2 separate regions of the Sus scrofa genome follow, and region 1 is linked to region 2. Evidence: chromatin contacts called from public Hi-C data. All regions are on one chromosome and are shown on one strand. Each heading gives the region's core, a stretch centred on a gene start, on an enhancer-like site or on the middle of the called end of the contact. The rest is flanking DNA. Distances are from core to core; before and after follow the strand shown.

Region 1 (2,700 bases), core at 197-2,696, 49 kb after region 2:
CTGCTTACTCTGAAGTCCACTGCATAAAACATACATGAGCAAAACTGTTTCCTTAACGTAGAAGTTGGGATCCTGCAGCCCCCTCTAACCCAGGCCACTCCTGAGGATGCTGTTTGGAGACTTGAAGAGTCTCTAGACTAATTCATCTCACTAGCGTGCAGCCACATGGCCGGAAACATGTGCCCTTTGTGTCTTCAGTGCTCTCTCAGTGTAGACGTGTGGTGACCCGCTCTATACAGTGACTTGAGTGTAATGTGGCATTAACTGAAGCCTGGATTAGAACTATGTTAGATCTCAAATGGAAGTAAGCTTTGAATATAGCTCACAAATTCCCAGGTCCTTAGCTGTAAATGGAATTATAACTAGGGTGTGTGGGGGTGGGTATTCTTGCCCAGTTTGGCAACCAGATAATGCCTTAATCTTCCAGCCTGTAGCAGACAGCTTCTTAAACTTTGAGATGGAATTCTTTTGAGACTTAGAGATAGGGATATAAATACTTTGCTGGATTTTCTCCATTAGTCAAGGCTGTTTAAGAGGGAAAAGTTTGCCATTGTTCTGAAATATTTTTTCCTCTAGTTAATCCACATTATTTTTAGGGGGCTTTGCCTAAGAGTAAGACTCCTTCCTTACGTTCTTTCTCTCTCTTTTAGGTCCTACTCCCAAGCTTTAAACTGCCACATGGAATCTTTTGGGAGGGCAGAGCAGAAGTGGGCAGGCAATGTTTGGAAGCCGGACTGAAAATAAATTTTCCATAAAACACTACCATCCTATAAATGGTTCTGTCTGGATGGGTTCCTTGAGATGTATTTTATTTCCATTAAAAAACTCAAAAACTTTGAAACACTGTTCACATCTCAAAACTTGATCGAGAAAATCTTCAACATTTGAAGTACTGAAGAAAAAGTTTGAAGAAATAAAAGAAACCAAGTGTTCTCTGAACCACCTTAGGAGGCAAAAGGATCCTGGGGAGCCTTCAGGGTTCGTTGGGGAGGGAACCCAAGATGGGCATTAAAAGCCTGTCCAAACCCGGTTCTTCTGTTTAGAAAACAAGAGGAGGACAAGAAGTAGGAGACCGATGGTGCCCAAAGCTAGCGGGTCAGTGTCACTTTCTTGCTCCTTCGCCTCTTTCTTCTCCTTTGTCTCTACCGGGTCCTGTGTGTCCTCACATTCTCACCAGCCCCTGACTGCCCATCCTCGTTCTTCCCATCCTCCTAAACCCCCTCGCCAGCGACTACGCCCACCCACCCCAGGACCCGATCTGCCCGGGGCGCCGTCCACACGTTCATGTCTTTCCACCGCCCACGTTCCCCGCTCCGGCAGTCCCCGCACTTCCCGGCCAGAGGGGATCTCGGCCAAGGGGGCCGCCCTGGCCTCGGCCCTCCCCCGCCCCGGGCCGGCCAGACCATAAAGCGCCCAGCGCAGCCGCCAGCGCACCCAGCTGTGCGGCGCGGAAACGCGAGCACCGCCCCCGACGGCAGCGGACGCCGCGCTCCCCTCACCTGCGCCGCCCGCCGGGCTCCTGACCCAGGCACCGCGCACCGCCCACCTACTCGGGCAGGGCCCACCGTGCCGTACTCGCGCGCGCTCGCAGGGAGCACTAAGAACCAACATGCTGGCCACGCGCGGAGCCGCCCTGCTTCTCCTGCACCTGGCCCTGCAGCCGTGGCTGGCGGCCGGCGCCCAGGCCACCCCCCAGGGTAAGTGGGCGCGAGCCGGGGCGGGCGCCACGGGCCCGGGTCCCTCGGTCTTGGTCGAGGAACCCGCCGTCCCGCTGCTCCCCTTGGGCGAATTTGGTTCCTGCGGCCTCGCTCGGCACCTCTCTGTCCCTCTGGGTCAGAGTCAAAGCATTTTGTGCTTGGAAGTGGTAATTAGCGATTAGAATCTTTAGAGATTCGATTATCCAGCGATTAAGACCAATTCCCCATACAGTAGTTTGAGGGATGCAAAACTTATTTTCAGGCTAAGCAGAGACTAGGGGTTTACTTCCAAGCTTAAGGCGCGGCCCTAACCCTCTAACGCACAGGTTCCGTCTGGAGTAGGATGAAATCCGGGTTGTGTCCGCCCGGGCTCTCTCGGGCCCGCCCTCCCCTTCACCCCTTGCAGCCTAAATCCTTCAACACCAGGAACCACGTTCGCCCAGATGGTCTGAGGATGACACCCCAGAGAAAGGGGCAGTATTTCTCCTTTGTTCTGCCGCTCGCCTTTTTCTGCTCCAACTTTGCTTGGGACCCTGAGGCCTCCTTTGGGGGTGGGACTGATCTCTTGCTTCTTGAGGGAAATGGAACAGGAAGAACTGAGAAATGGGTCTGCTCTACTCTAAAACTTCGATAAATAATTTGAAAAGCCAACTGGATAATCAGCCTTCAAACTCCTTCGTGAGATGGAGGGAAAATAACGGTTGGGCAGAAGGCACTTAAAGCTTAAACAGAATTTTGAAAAGACCGAAAGGAAGGAATTATTTAAGCAAGAGAAGGTCTTATGGCCCTAACTGGCTAGCCCGTGATGATCTTCATCTGTTTGAAATCGATGCCTGGCGTTGATTAATTACTGACTAAGGAAATAAAGCTGGGAGAGACATGCACCTTGAAGTAAAAACTGTTATTTCTAAAACTAGAATGAAGAATGCCTGTGCGGGTCTTCTCAAGTTCCTGTCCTTCCTACTGCACTAATGGTCTGTTTAAACTTTGCATTTCACCTAGT
Region 2 (2,700 bases), core at 145-2,644:
AATCTGCTTATATCTAAATTTCAATAAAAACGAAGCCAAGTGCACAAAAATATAAACTAATTCACTATACAGGTTTCCTATCACAGTGCAACACATGATTTAGAGCCATGATTCTCAAATCTATTTTAATTCCAATCCCCATGTATCATCGAAAAGTCTAAAAAGTATTTTTAATGTACTTTTTTGAAAACACACAGTGATGAAGAATTTACTTCTTCAAACAGAACCACCCACCTGTTTTCTTAAAAAGTTTAGTATTTTTGCCGGCTGAGAAACAATGTTGTCTTCAGTTGTCAAAACTGGTACATCTCCTATAATCAAAGAACAATTTACATAGAAGGAAGCATTTTGATCTCCTCAGAAGAGATTCCAATACCCTAAAAACTATACCAATCATATTTGGAGGAATAAAAAAATGAGTAAGTCACTTTAGGTTTTTGCAATTTCACAAAGAACAGTTCTGGAGAGCATTTTCACTTCTCATAATTTCCACTGATTTGGCTTGTCCTTTGAAGTATTACTCAGAAAGATCAAAACATAAGCAACACACTGCCAAGGTCATGTAAGAACTAACCCCCCAAGGTACTCCATGGCCACAAGCCTCCTAGCTCTAAATGGGAGTGAGGAAGTTAAACAGGGTAGAAAGGGGTTTTTAAAAGTTTACACTGTACCTCTTGAACCTTTCCAGGTGTTATCTATGACATTGACTTTTAGGGGTGCACCAGAAAATTTGGCGTAAGCCTGAAAGAGAGTTTGCAATAAAACATTTTAGACTGAGTACGTAATGCAAATCTGCAGAGCAGCTTCACTTCAAAGCCTGGTCCCCCGAAGGCAGAGACGCCTGACTCGCGGGCAGAATTCCTCCCCCGACTTCTAGCCGGGGTTGCGCGCGCCAGCTATCAGGATTTTGAGACATCTCCCCCAGCCCCCCAAGACGTTACTGAGAAGCAGAGCAGGGAGCGCGCGCCTCCTGTTTCGGGCTTTCATTCCTCCGCCTAGACTGCTCTGCACGGCTGAGAAAACTCGGAACCAAGCGGAGAAGACGTGACTCTCACGCTAGGCTTCCGCAGGGTCACAGGCTAGGCTGTAACTCGTTGGACGGGAGGGAGCCCAAGGCAGTGCAGCAAGCAGCGCCCCAGCCGGCCTGGGCCCGGAGCGCCGCTGAAACCGCGGCTAGCAGCCGGGACCCCGCCCAGGCAGCCTCGCGCCTCTAGCACCGCCTCTTCTTTCCCGCGCCCTGGCCGGGCGGGACGGCCTCACCATCACCACCAGGGACTCGCTGTGCACGGATGGGAGCCCCCAGCCGCCTCCCCAGCAGCTGAGCTCCAAGGGGGCCGCCATCTTGCAGGGGCCGACCTTTGCTATCCCGGAAGTGCTTTTGTCGCCTAATTTCCGGCACGTGGAACTGAGGGGGCGGGGCGAAAGGGAGGGAAGGTTATTTTGGGGACTGGGAGAGACAGGAAAGGACCCCTGGAGGGGTTAGGGGCATGCTCAGAGCTAGCTTGGCCTAGGGGTAAAGAGTCCTGAGCCCTCAGTCAGACAACCTTAAATATTTATTGGATTTCTAATGTGTCCCAAGCTCATTGAACAGTACTACCGTGGGCTTTAAGCCATTTGTAGACCAGGCATGACAGTTTATTCACAAGACTATTGTGTTTAAAATTATGACATGGGAGGAGAGAATTTGGCATAGAGTAGGCACTCTATAATTGTTTGCCCCTTCCCGCATATATTTGGTTTCTACCCCTTTCCACTCTCGGTCTCAATTATAGTCACCTTCATGTTCACTTGTTACACTCTCCTTAAAAGTAACCCTATTCCTAAAGTTTGTCAAGTGAATTCTACCTTCCTTCAGTCTAGAATATCTTTGTTCCCTCAAAAATGAGCTTAACTGTCACTTCCCTAGGACTATTTTCCAAAGTTAGGAACTTCTGGATTCCTGTAGCCCTTTGTACATGCCTGAATTGTAGCTTCTATCTAATACAGACTTTTTGCCTTTTGGTGTACTGGAAGTTCTTTGAAGACAGAAACAGGAATGGCTTCATAGATGTGAGACCTCAAAGAGGAACCTATACTTAGAGGGGCCCATACTTGCCTTAATGTTCTAGTGTCATTGTCTTAAAATTCTTAATTTTTGAACAAAAGGCCCTGCATTTTTTATTTTGATTGGGTCCTACAAGTAATGCCACCAGTCATGCCTGTGGGCCTAATGGAGGTGAACTACATGTTTATTGAACATCAAACTGACAACTGCTAAGAAAAGCTGAGAAAAAAGAGAAAAGATAGGTCTTGAGAATGCCATGATCCTAACATGCTTACTGGATCTTGGAATAAGGACAAAGTTGCCAGGTTTTTATCTAGATGGCACAGTAGAGTTTCTGGGATACCCTCTCAGTCATTCCTCTGAGTTCTTGCCTTTCCTTTACCCCGAGATGGTTAGGTCCCTTTAAACAACTGAGTAAGCAAAAGAATCTCTGCAAATTTTCATAAAGATACAACTCAACAGGTAATTGCTAAGCACTCCCTTACTGTTTACATAGCCATCTAAATTACAATAGCAATGTGCTAAAGTCCTTTTTCATGTTTCAAAAGCAAAGAGTTCTCAGAAATGAGAAGGGAAGTTATGTCAAAGATGAGATTTCATTAACAAAACTTCAAAGTGAAAAATGTGTAACATATGTACCATTAAAATTAAATGTC

Evidence for each region. Hi-C and Micro-C count contacts between places; a contact is called where the count stands out from the background.
Region 1: a Hi-C map of skeletal muscle shows a contact between it and region 2, with 3 times the contacts expected there. The contact joins the promoter of THBS4 here to the promoter of MTX3 in region 2. A contact is called at or near these places in 2 of 47 Hi-C or Micro-C datasets (embryonic fibroblasts and skeletal muscle).

Annotation. Positions count from the first base shown.
Region 1 is chr2:88,728,085-88,730,784 of Sscrofa11.1, forward strand. THBS4 (thrombospondin-4) reads left to right here and starts at 1,447. Exons shown (of 23, transcript XM_021084490.1): 1 at 1,447-1,697. The coding sequence starts at 1,610.
Region 2 is chr2:88,678,973-88,681,672 of Sscrofa11.1, forward strand. MTX3 (metaxin-3) reads right to left here and starts at 1,395. Exons shown (of 10, transcript XM_013994941.2): 1 at 1,261-1,395; 2 at 672-741; 3 at 235-311. The coding sequence starts at 1,341.